2 separate regions of the Rattus norvegicus genome follow, and region 1 is linked to region 2. The links are chromatin contacts, called in public Hi-C maps. All regions are on one chromosome and are shown on one strand. Each heading gives the region's core, a stretch centred on a gene start, on an enhancer-like site or on the middle of the called end of the contact. The rest is flanking DNA. Distances are from core to core; before and after follow the strand shown. Region 1 overlaps Hmg20a (high mobility group 20A). Region 2 holds the start of Hmg20a (high mobility group 20A).

Region 1 (6,240 bases), core at 560-3,059, 43 kb before region 2:
GGTGTATGTGTGTGCACACGCAAATGCTATGGTTTATGTGTGGAGGTCAGAGGCTCTCCTTCCACGGGGAGGTCTGTGCAGCAAGCATTTTTACCCACTGCACCATCTCCCCAGGCCTTTAAAAGTATTCATTTCGTGTAGAGACTTTTAGGTGGAGTGACCTGGAAGCGCTGCAACCTTGAGCAAAATATTTAATCAACCACTTTAAGCTAACATGTCCCCATTGTAGACACAGACAGAACTGCTGACTTAACTTACAAGAGAGATTAAGCTGAAAGTGCTTCATACACAGAGAAAGGGCTAAAGCAGCAAGTGTTTGCAGTATTACTATATGCAGTATTATTGTTACAACATCACCAGCTCTTAGTCCCTCATGAATCATGCCTGGATTAAATGGCGACAAACCGAGCCCTTCAAAAGGGAAATAGTGTAAAGGAAGTAGAGGACAGAAGGCATACTGATGTGGTTCTGAGTCAGAGAAACCACACTTCCAGGTCAGAAACGTGCACCACTTCACTGCCATAATCCCTGGCGCCAATAGCATGCACCTGCGCGCATAGCAAACAGCTCAGCTTAATTGAAGAAAACACATAAATCACAGCAACCTGAGGTTATCAGACTGCAAGGATAAAAGGACAAAGTGACAAAGAGAGTAATTTCATTTAGCATATCTCTACAGAGAAGGATTTTTCCCTTTCAAGGTTTACCACCAAGGGCTTCACCCCATACAGCTAAAAGCAGCAGCAGCCAATTCATCACGAAAGTGATATTCACACAAAACATTCAATAGTGACCCCAAACATCAGCCACTTAAGTGGAACTGCAAAGCACTCAAGAGAGAAGGCCGCAATCAGTGGCGAATTGAGAAGGGAACGATGGATTTCACTGAGGGGGCCCTTGGCAGTCCTGGGGCTGCTGGGGAGGGGCCATTAAAGGCAGGCAGAGCAGCCAGAGCGAGCCAGTGTTCATCCTGGGGTGAGGTGGGGGGATTCAGGGGATAGGAAGCAACTGCAGTGATGACGACCCACATTCTCAATGTTCAGTGGAGTGGTTTAACCCTAAAAACTGAAACTGATGCTTTACTTCTAGCTCTTAGTTATTTCACTTCTAAATTTATTATTTAGCAGACCAAGGCCCATAAATAGCTGAGTATGACTAAAAGGCTTCTCTGTACTTATCTCAGGAACTACGGCACATAGAGAGCCTGGAAGGCAGAGGAAGGTGTTCATGCCACATGCAGGAAGGCTTGAGAGCCATTTTCAGTTTCTTCGAGACAAGGTGTTTACAGTGGAACGCCTCTAACAAATACTGTAGAATTCCACTTGCTTTGTAGAGTGATTCCCAACGTAAATGTACTTGGTTACCAACACCAGTGTTAACGTGCATTTAACTTGGTTCCTTCCTCACAAAGACTTAGATAGCACAGTCTAACAGTCACACATCCTCCAGCCTGAAAAGGACTTGGTCAATTTATTTCTAAATTTATTTCTAAAAGTGTCCCTTAGAAGTCACTGGCCTTTCAAGAGCCTCAGAAGCTTTTTGGCATTGCTCCCACATTCTTAAAGGGATATATTATTTGGCAGAGAACAAATTGGTTTTTTTTTTTTTCCTCTCACTATGTCAACATGGCCTTCTTAAGAGTGTTCCCCAGATATCTTGGTCAGTTTTTGAAATGTAGGGAGACAGCTGGATAACACAACCTTAACAACATATAAACAGACCACATAAACAAAGGAAGTCCAGAGAACACATACTCTCTACCCTCCCAACCCCACCCCTGCACTCTCTTAAGTTTGTGTTACTCAACCCATATGGCTTCAGATACATTTTCTCAGTGTTACTGAGCAGTCAGGCCCCTAAGAAATGAGTAATAAAGTGGGTGGAAGATAAAGGGGCCAAGATCAACAAAAGAAGGAAATGAAGAAAAGGCCAGTGAAAACCAGAGGCCTCTAAAGTAGTTCAGAAAGTTGGAAAATATAATGATTCTCAAAAATATGGCTTGGATCCCGTGGGAAGGAAGCTCTCATCTGGTCCATGATGGGGTGATTCAAACTGAATCATGGCTACTAAGCCACTGAATGCCAAAAGTCCTTCAAGTGCATCATCTGGGCCTAATAATGTAGCAGTACAGAGGTCACAGTGAACTTTACAATCCCATGCAAGGCATTTAAGACATTTAATGAATGCTACTCTGGAAGGAGAAAGAAATGTGTATAAAGGCAAAGCAAAATACACAAATTTGCTTTTCTACTGCAGCTTACATAAATATCATGCAAGATACTTCCTGGCAGAGGGACCTACCCAAGTCTTCTGGCTACAGTCCTAAAAAATCCTATTATTTTGAGGCTTATGCTTTGAGTCTGCACCTTAGCTTTGGAAGCCCCCAAATTCTGCACAACACTATTCACTTAGCCAAGAGCTAATTTAAGATATCTAATAACTGATATAAAATTAAAATTTATATCAATCATACTAACTACCCATTCTCTTGAGGAACCAAGTCATAATGGGAACATGGTTTGGGGGTATGTGGAGAGATGGCCCAGTGGATACTTTCCCTACCAAGAGTGAGGTGAAGATCTATGTACGAAGCTGGCAAGATGTGGCAGTTGCTGGTAATCCTAGCACTTGGGAGGTAAGATGGGATTTCTGGAGCAAGATGGTTAAGACAAGCCAAATCAGGAAGATCTGGGTTCAACTGAGACTGTCTCAAGACAAAATATGGAGAGCAAGCCACCTACAGTCAACTTTAGGCTTCTACATGCATGCATACATGTGTGCACTACATATACATGCAAACACACATATATTCAACAAGTAATAACAAGAGGAATGTGGCTTTTGTTAATATAGGGCAACAAAAAAGGAAATTGGGTGACATTTAAAAAATAATCCCTGGACCAGGGAAAAGAATACCACTTGCCAAGCAGCTCTGATGACATGAGTTGAGTCCTAGGACCCACGGTAAAAGAGAGAACCAATCTCTGGGAGTTGTTCTATGATCTCCACCTGCAAGCCATGCAACATGGGCACCTGATGGGCAAAAGTGCCTGTTGGGAGAGTTCTGATGGCCCGAGGTAGATTGCCATAACCCACAGACACTGACCCACTGGTGCTGTGATCCCAGCACTCCTACAGGAAGACCAGAGGTCAGAATAGGAGCCCCTGAAGCTTATTGGAATACACATGCCAGGAGCATGCGGGGGACAGAGACAGAGATTCTAGTCTCACAAGATAGAAGGAGAAAACTTCAAAAGTTGTCTGGTGACCTTTGCATGAGTACTGTGACACATGTATACTCACATCCACACCCTTACCTCTCCTACAAAATAGAAATACAATAAAAAATGAAAAAAAACCCTCAATTATAAATTACCTACAAAGAAAACCACTTTAAATATAAAGATGCATACAATAGAACGGGATAGAGAGCTATCCCTTTTGATAGAACTACCAAAAGGAAGTAGAACTACTCATAATTTCAGATTAAAAACTTTTCCTCTGCAAAAGAAAATATCAAAGGAATGAAAAATAGGTTTCAAATTGGGAGAAATTTTTGTAAAAACCACATTGAATAAGAACAATTTAAAAAGGACCAAAACTTGCAGAATAGAACCTTATCAAAGAAGACAGGCAGATGATATCGGAAGTTCAACATCACGTTACGAAGTAATTGCAGATTAAAACTACTACTATCTACTAGATGGCCACAATCCAAAGTACCGACTATAGTAAGTGCTGGCAGGGACATGGAGCAATGGTAATCCCCACTGTTGACGGGAATGCAAAATGATAAATCCTGTGGAAGAAATTTAAGTCTCTTCTAAGAGTAAGTGTACTCTTATCTTTGGTATTTGATTAATTGAGTTAAAAACTATGTCCATATAAAACCTGCTAGACATGGGTATTTATAGTAGTTTTATTCATATCTGCCAAGCCTGGATATAATAAACATGTCTTTCAGTTGGTAAATAAAGTGTGTTATAACCAGATATAGCATGTTATTCAATAATACAAAGAATGGGCTGGCAAGCCATGGCAAGGCACAGAAGAAATAATACATATTACTAAGTAAAAGACAGTATGAAAAGGCTACATTCAGTAATATTGCATGAGTCTATTAATTTGATATCCCATGGAGTAAAAATAGTTGCCAGGATTTGGTGTGGGGAACAATGAATGTGGACTGAAACTCTCCTGTAGGGTAATTCAGTGAGGGACAGATATTATCATATGTCTGTCAAAACCCACTGCATGTATACCAGCAAGAGTAAACCTTGATGTGAATTATAGTGGTGTGCCAATTTTGTGCTGGCTACAACAGCTGTGCCATTCTGGCCAGGATGCTGACAGTGGGGTCAGCTGTGGGTTGTGGGAATGGTGAGCACACAGAATTCTCCTTGCTTCATTTATTCCTGTGGGCCTAAAGCTGCTTAAAAAAGTTCATTCATTTAAAAATTACTGCATTAGCTATTTAGCAATATCTAATTAGATGTATAATTTACATTTTTGGGGGCACATAACCAGGTAGGCATAAACACAACTGACTTTGCTATGCCTATACATTTAAGCGGAGGAAGTGGAAGTACAAAGGCTTACTACAGCATCATCTACTAGCTGTGAATATTTAGCTGAGAACACTCAGTAGGCTGTAGGCATTAATTAGTATGTTTTACAGCGAGGGTAAGAACACTGCTAATCCTACTTGGCAGTTAAATGAGACTGAGTAAAGACTCTCGCTGCAGCCTTTTAAATGGGACAAGAGAAGAGATGAAGACAGGTTATCTGGGAGGGCTGAAGCAGGGGAGGCAATCCGTATACAAATTCCTGAAATAATGCTCAGAAAGCTGAGCATCTTCAGCCTTGGACCTCAGTCATTCGTGTAGGAGCCTGAGTGAAAGAGAAATAAGAACAGACAAAGAGTGAGATGGCCCAACTAGGTGGTGGGCATGAGGCTAAGCCCAGCACTTGAGAGGCTGTGGCAAAAGGACAACTGAGGACAAACCAAACCAAACCCAACCAACCAACAAAACGTATGGGGACTGGAAACCCAGTGGTTAGAGCACTTGTTGTGCAGAGGACCCAGGTTCAATTCCTGGCACTCACAATTTATAATTCCATATTTATAACTCCAGTGCCAGAGGATCTGATGCCCCTTTTCAGCCTCTGTGGGCACCAGGCACACACACGTGGTGAACAGACATAGATTCAGGCAAAACACTCATAAACATTAAAACAACAGCACTCCAGAGATAGGTGTGGTGGCCATGGTTTCACACACGGGATTTGGAAGGTGGGAGCTGTAGGATGAATAGTTCCAGGCCAACTCCAGCTATATAGTAAGTCTGAGGCTAGCCTGACCTACACAGTGAGATCTTGTCTCAAAAAATTCAAAAAATAAAGCAGAGAGATGGACATAAGGCAGTATTTGGCTAGAGGCTGGGTAGAGCAGGTAGTGTACAGGGTTTTTTATTTCTAGGGTTTCAGCTCAGGCTCCTGTGACCATTACTGATTTAAAAAATTCTAAGACTGAGATAGCAGAAAACCAAATCCTTCATTTATTCATCCATTCAGCAAACATCTGCTGTCTACCTATCACGTTAGGCTTTTCTATACACTGGGGATATGATAAGACGCTCACAACAGGCAAAAACCCCAATACTTTTGGAGCTCACAGTATACTGGGGCAGACATCAAAACTACTGAGTAAATGAATGATGCTAAATAGTGAGGTTTAGGGCTCAAGGGGAGGGAGTATTTTACATGTAGAGGCTAAGCTTCAGTGCGGTTTCCTTTGGGGGAAACGGTGTATACGTATGTGAAGGAAGAGCAGGCCGAGCAGATGGACACCGAGTGGGAATGCCTGGTATGGCTGAAGGAGGTGGCAATTGGGCAGACAGATCCAGAGGCAAAAGCAGTAGTTTGAGAGCTAACCACAGCACTAAGCTTTGAAGGTTACATTAAGGGTTTGGCTTATGTCCTAGAAAGGAAGCTACTAAAAGTAAATAAGGCATGAGATCTAATATTTTTATGGGGCTGTGGGCAGGCAGAGAGGGAAATGGGTAGAGACCATGTAGGAGGCTTCGGCAAGGAACCAGAAAGGTAATAGAGGCTTAGAAGGAACTAGTAGTAAAGGTAGGTGTGAAGTAGTTGATTTATGTACTGAAGGAGGAGCCAGGCTTGACGTTCAAAACAAACCAAATACAATTAGGAATAAATCTACAAACTGTTCCCTGTACA
Region 2 (6,180 bases), core at 2,659-5,158:
TCAAGAGATATCAAATTTAGGAATGCATCTTAGTTCAGCTTGAATAGTGATGAGAACATCTCATTTAAAAACACCATACAAGCAAAATTCTGGCTTTGATCTATCAACTAGGAAGTAAGCCCCAAGAGAATAAGGGTATTTGTATTTCCTGTACTTGAAGCGAGATCATGACTGATACGTAGCAGTATTCAGTGTTTGTTGAAATAACGAAAAGCCATGTAAGCTAAATTTTCATTTGAACACATATGAAAGTACAGAAATAAAAATGACAGCAAAGAAATAGGTAAACTCATTTAAGCTGCTGCTAGCCTGCTCCTTTTAGCCCTCAACTACAAAGCAGAAACCAAAACCACCACCTCGGAGGTACAACACGGTAAACAAAAGGATGCAGAAAGGCCTTTGCAACTATGTAGCAACTGTGCAGATATTCAAGTTTTAGTGAGAAAGGTTCCAAGGTTCTGGCCTACTGTTTTAATGTTTCAAACTGCTCTGGGCAGTGTATGCCACAACTATTTTAAGGAAAAGAAAATAGTTACTTAATCCGAATACTCTAAAAATAATCAACAGCTTCTCTATCACAGATGGCAAGGAGTGAAGTGAAAATCTAAAATGTATTAACCTAAAGAAGTAACTATGTTTGCAAATGGTTTTCCTAATTTTGACACTAGGGATGTATTAAAAAAAAAAAAAAAAGGCAACAAAGGGGCATTAAGGGGAAAATCCCCTGGGAGGAGATAAGCCTTTCCATAGAAACACTCTTTAAAGAGGAGGAGGAATAGGCCACACAGGCTTCGCTTCTCTATTTTTCAGCAGCGTATCTAATAATTCTTCTTTGATGGGACCAATGAATAACTGTCACTTATCACAAAACATCTTCCTGATACGTACTTTCTATATTGCTTTCTTCTGCACAGACAGTTCTTCAAGCTGCACAAATCTTGCCACTGCAATTTGTCTTGTTTCTATTACATTGCATGTCTTCCACAGAATATCTTCAGGATCGATTTAATAAACTCCTTTGCTTTCCAAAACTGTTCCCAAAAAGGCAGCACTACTGTACCTCAACCAACATTGTGGCATTATTTTCCAGCTTTCTGGATTAGTTTTCCGTCCTTCTGTGTTTTACTTCCTAACACTAGAGTTAATTGCTCAGGGTGACTCCACCTAGAATGTTACATTAATGGAAAAGACACCGAATACTTCCTTCCTTCTCAATTCATATCCACTTGGTGTAGCGTACATGTCCCTAACCTCTACCAATAACCACAGACAATATTTTTCTTGTCTTTTAAAAATTCACTACTGCATCAATTTTGTGGCCTTTCAGATACTGATTTTAGCATCTCAGAAATGGTGGTGGTGGTGGTGCTGGGGCTGGGGCTGGGGCTGAAATGGAAGACTCCTCATATGAGGCAGGCAGTTCCATTCCAATCCCATCAGAGTGATTTGGTATTTGTTTTTGAGATAGGCTGTCACTGTGTACCTCTGGCTGGCCTAGAACTTACTATGTAAATTAGGCTAGTCTGAACCTCACTAAGATCTGCTTGCCTCTGCCTCCTGAGTGCTGGGATTAAATGTATGCACTACCATAATTACCCAGGCTGATTTTTTTTTTCCTGTCAGTACTGGTGATCAAACTCTGAATCCAGAGACTCATATTATGTACAGTTGGCAAGCGCTCTACCACTTAGCTGTACTCCCAGCCTAAGAATATTTTTTCCTATTATTGAAAATAGATTTTTTTCATACAACACATTTTGATTAATTTCCCTGCTGATGGCTCTTCCTCCTCTCTTATTTGAATTCACCCCTTTCTGTCTTTACTAGAAAACAAACGGCATCTAAGGAATAATAAAATAAAATACGATATCAGAATAGGACAAAACGAACAAGGAAAAGAACACAAAATGCATATAGACGCAGAGACACACACGCAGAAGACTTCCACAGAAAACAAAAATTGGATGTCATAACATTTACAAGAAGAACCCAAAAGGTTAAAAACAACTCATTGAACTTCCAAAGATTTGCCGAATTCATTCTGTGATGGTCATTTACTGCTGGACATGGGGCTACTTAAGAGCGGTTTGTTTCTTCAGTGAGACTACTTTGGAGAAAACTAATTTTTCACTTGTAAGCAAATTGGATATAGCTTCTAGGTTAGGGATGGGCACATGTGTCCACTTCTCTTTTCTCCTCTAGGACCCTATGTGGTGTAGACCTGTACAGGCCCTGTGCATGCATGCTGCCACAGTCTCTGTGAGTGCATATATATGCCAGTCCTGGTGTTTCTAGAATGAACAGGAATATTTTTTTAATGTTCATATAAAAGTTAAAATATTTTTATCTTCACATTTAGTTTAAAAAAATTTTCTACTGTAAGTGCAAACTATGAAATTAGAAACATATGCACCCTAATATTGGAAGACAATGCAATTTTAGGCTCACCTGATAGCTTAAGTTTTTATAAAGAGTTCCAAATAGACTGACTCTGCCAACATACACTTGTATACTGTGTTGCTGGACAAGAGCTGCCAAGGAATCAAAACTGTTGCTTATTACTTCAGATAGTTTCTTGGTTTTGCTTGTTTGTTTTGTTAAAACAGAGTAGAGAAAAACAGAAAGTTCTGTCTTACTCATCTTTAGTTCTTCCTGAGACATTTTCCTCTTACTCAGTATGCGAGTTGAATTTGCCAACATTTGCCATGTTTTAAAACCATAAATAGACCTCATTTTAAAATCAGTGACAAACTCAAATTACAAACGGGGAAACACCACAAAATGCATCTTTCATAAACACCACAGGTAAACTACATAAAAACAATTTTAAGGTGGATGATGTAGTTCTCCATTTTATAACATATAGGTTGAAACCTTCAATCTTAAAGTAACAGTTCTAAGTATGTAACATATACTCTATTAAGGTAACATCAAATCAGAGTTCTGCAGTGTGATACTCTCTCCCTTTGCAAATATGAAAATGTCCTATAATTTATGTGAACTATTCAGTCCTCTAATTAATAAACTACCTCCTTAAAAGAGAGGGTAAGGAGTTCCTGGTCTGTGTCTAGGTAGAGACTACATACTTCACTCAGTTAAGGACAAACTTGACTTAGGTGCAAGGGTGGGCAATTCACAAGTCACATAACAAAGTATGTAGTCTTGTAGAGAATTTTAACAAGGTGTTTTAAATTCTTTGGAGAAAGCATTAAGATAATCTTGCTGGGGAGAAAATTTTCAATTTACACACAGAAACAAAATACATAAATTCTGATCGTGGCCTGGTGATTATCATAATTTGGGGGAATAACCGAACACGTGACTTGAAAACACATTTCCAAGGCTGTAGGAACTCTCTCTGAGAATGGCACAAACCAACACCTTTTCTGGCTCTCATCAACACGGGAAGTGGCTTGGACACCCCCCAAACATCATCCTACCCCACACAGGAAGTGAGTTATAGTTCCCCCTCCCCATGACAGCATGTCTCCCTTCCCCCAACCGGAAGTGAGGCGCCCCCATTCAGTGGGCCTTAAACCAAGACAAACCAATAACAGCAGCAGCAAAAGAGGGATGATCTTCAAAGGGGAAGGACATCTCGACTGTGGCCACCCCCATGCTCGTCTTGCTTACTAACCTGCTGACGGTAGGGGCAGGCAGGGGCCTGGGGACTAATGAAAGTCCCTTGCACAGAGGACAATTCCCTCAGCCCCTCGCAATCGCCTTCACTCTTCACTCCGTCGTCTCACAGCTTGACAGAAATTCCTCCGCAGTACTTTATTTTGATGTCTTTTCTTACTCTTTACTTAATCATTTAGTCACCTCCAGATAGGTAACTTCTTTTATCGTGGTAATATTGAGAATTGTTCCGATGAGGAGAGACGTGAAATGTTATACCCGATACTTTCAGAGAAATGAAGGGATTATTTTGTCCAATGCGGCGAAGGACTACGTGACTACGCAAGGTGAGACTCACTTTCGCGAAGGTTCTTGGGAAATGTAGTTTTCATTTTCATTGCTAAGGCGCTCAAAAAATAGTGGGACTTAAATCGGTAATTATTTTATACTGAGTCTTAGAGAATAGTTATTCTGTAGTTGACGACTGGCAGACTTAAGGTGATTCGGCCCCGAAAAGGCCCAAATCTGCACTGTTCACTTCCACTGGCGTTTAATTGAACCCAAATTCCCCGTCACATGGACTCAAGGTCCCGGTCGCCCCGCCCTCTAGTCTTGGCTCCACCCCTTAGCCAATCAGACCTTCTCTAGGTCCTGTTCTCCGGATATTGGCACTCAGAGAGGCGTGGCCTCTTGTCAACTCCTCCCATGGGGCTGAGAGGAGAGCTCGGAGACGGCGGAGGTTTGGTGAGAGCGCGCGCGCGCGTTCTCAAGAAGTGAAGCGGCAAGAGTGCGCGCGACGGGGCGGCGTGCAGGGTTGGGAGGAGCAAGCGGACTGGTGGGCTGGGCGGACGGAGCGGCCGGGAGCGCGCTGTGGACTCCGCGGCCGCGAGTAGTTAGTTAGTTGTGTCAGTTGCTCGGTGGAGGCGTCCGCGGTCACCAGAAAGGGGACGGGACAGGCGGCAATGGTGAATATCGTGACGGCGTGTGCTCCCCTCAGGTAACGGGGGCAGGGTTGCCCACGTACCCTAGGTCCCTTTCCCACGCGCGCTGGCTTATGGGGCCAGGGTCGCCGAGAGGTGAGGACGCGGACCTAGGGGACTCCGGACTGGGTGGCGCCGCAGGGGCTCGGCAGCCGGTGCGTCTTGCGGGGCGCGGGCTGCAGCGCCCCGGCCACCCACGCGCCCCGCGGGCGCCGCGAGCCCTCTCATGCCCCCCGCCGGCCCAGGCCTCGTTACCCTGGATTGCGATGGTCCCGGTAGCGCGGCGCCCCCCAGAGGAGGGAAAGTTGGAACCTGGCGGCTAGGGACTTCCCGGGGCTGGGCTGGGAGGCTCCAGAGGAAAGTGAAGCCTTAGAGGAGCCTGGGGACGCGGAGGCTGGGGCAGGAAGGGTTTCTTCTGCTAGTCTGTGTAGTCGCCTCACTCCCAGACCTGGGAGGATCCGGCTCAGCCTTGCAGCGGCAGTCGGGACGGAACCGGTGGCTCTGTGCCTGCTCACTTCACGCTCTGGCTAGTGAGCCCCTAATGCGCGCAGGCTTCCTAGGTTGCTTAGGGGTTTGGGATTTTGAGAGGCTGGTTTAGTCATTTTTCTTTTTTTCTTTTTTTCCCTTTGCCCTTTGACTTATGGTGTCTTGCGAATTTCCTTTCTTCCTTCGAAGAGGACTTGCCATCTGAACTGGGTACAACCCCCCCCCCCCCCATCTTATGCTCCATCCGTTGGAGAGCTTGATTTTGTTCTTGGACTACATTAATGACTACTGTGAGCAATATCAAAGAATAGTCCGCCTTCCCGTCCCCCTCCCCCAGATCCCGATTTTTAAGGACCCAAATTTAGGAATCAGAGCTGTGGAATGGAGTTATTGGGTGGCTGACGTTGAAGGATAGAGATGAGTTAGAGGAAAACTATGATTTCATCTTCGTTGGCCTTACTATAGAAAACCCAGTACATTTTTCTTGCCTCTGTTGAATGTGGTAAGAGTACACTCTCAATTAAATACTTGGTGACTTACATAAAAGGCTATTTTTAGGTCATTGGATGATGTACATGAGCAGCTTTTTCACCTGAATTGGAATTGCTTGCTTTGAGTATTCTGTTTGGCGGCCTGTTGATTTGATTTTTTTTCTTTCTTCCTTTTTTTTTTTTTCAGCCACAGTGTTCTTTCTCCCTTTACCTACCTTAGCAAATTAAGTATGTAGTCAAGAGAACACATATTGCTCTCTGCAAAGTAGGGGAAAAAAAAACAACCCAAAACCCAGGAAGCCCAAACTTGAATTATCCACAAGGGTAAAACTTTCCATGAGCAATCTTGGATACTCAGCCTCATGATGGTATCTTTTGTAATCTCGGAGCATTTTAGATCTTTCAATTCACTGACTACCCTAATTACTTTCCAAAGTGCCTGGCACTTTCTTTGGTGACTTTTTCAGTAAACTATAATTGCAGGTGAGGTACATTTTCTTGGCTTCCAAGTTGGGAGTTAATAGCCTTATCACAGAGATTAGCAGTTAACAATGGAAGCAGAGTTCATACCACACTGCAAGTGAGTTTTGGCAATGACCAGCTCT

The links. Hi-C and Micro-C count contacts between places; a contact is called where the count stands out from the background.
Region 1: a contact with region 2 is called in a Hi-C map of the Rat2 cell line, with 2.6 times the contacts expected there. The contact joins the enhancer-like site here to the promoter of Hmg20a in region 2. A contact is called at or near these places in 2 of 12 Hi-C or Micro-C datasets (the Rat2 cell line and liver).

The regions. Positions count from the first base shown.
Region 1 is chr8:65,753,835-65,760,074 of GRCr8, reverse strand. All of the region lies in intron 1 of Hmg20a (high mobility group 20A), which reads right to left. Among named protein-coding and RNA genes, the nearest start is that of Hmg20a, 41 kb to the right of the region's middle. Within about 2 kb of position 1,809, at least 25 of the 93 cell types and tissues checked have an H3K27ac peak or open chromatin away from gene starts, as enhancers often do.
Region 2 is chr8:65,713,416-65,719,595 of GRCr8, reverse strand. Hmg20a (high mobility group 20A) reads right to left here and starts at 3,908. Exons shown (of 10, transcript NM_001108150.1): 1 at 3,638-3,908. Peak1 (pseudopodium-enriched atypical kinase 1) reads left to right here and starts at 4,485. Exons shown (of 7, transcript NM_001108149.1): 1 at 4,485-4,615.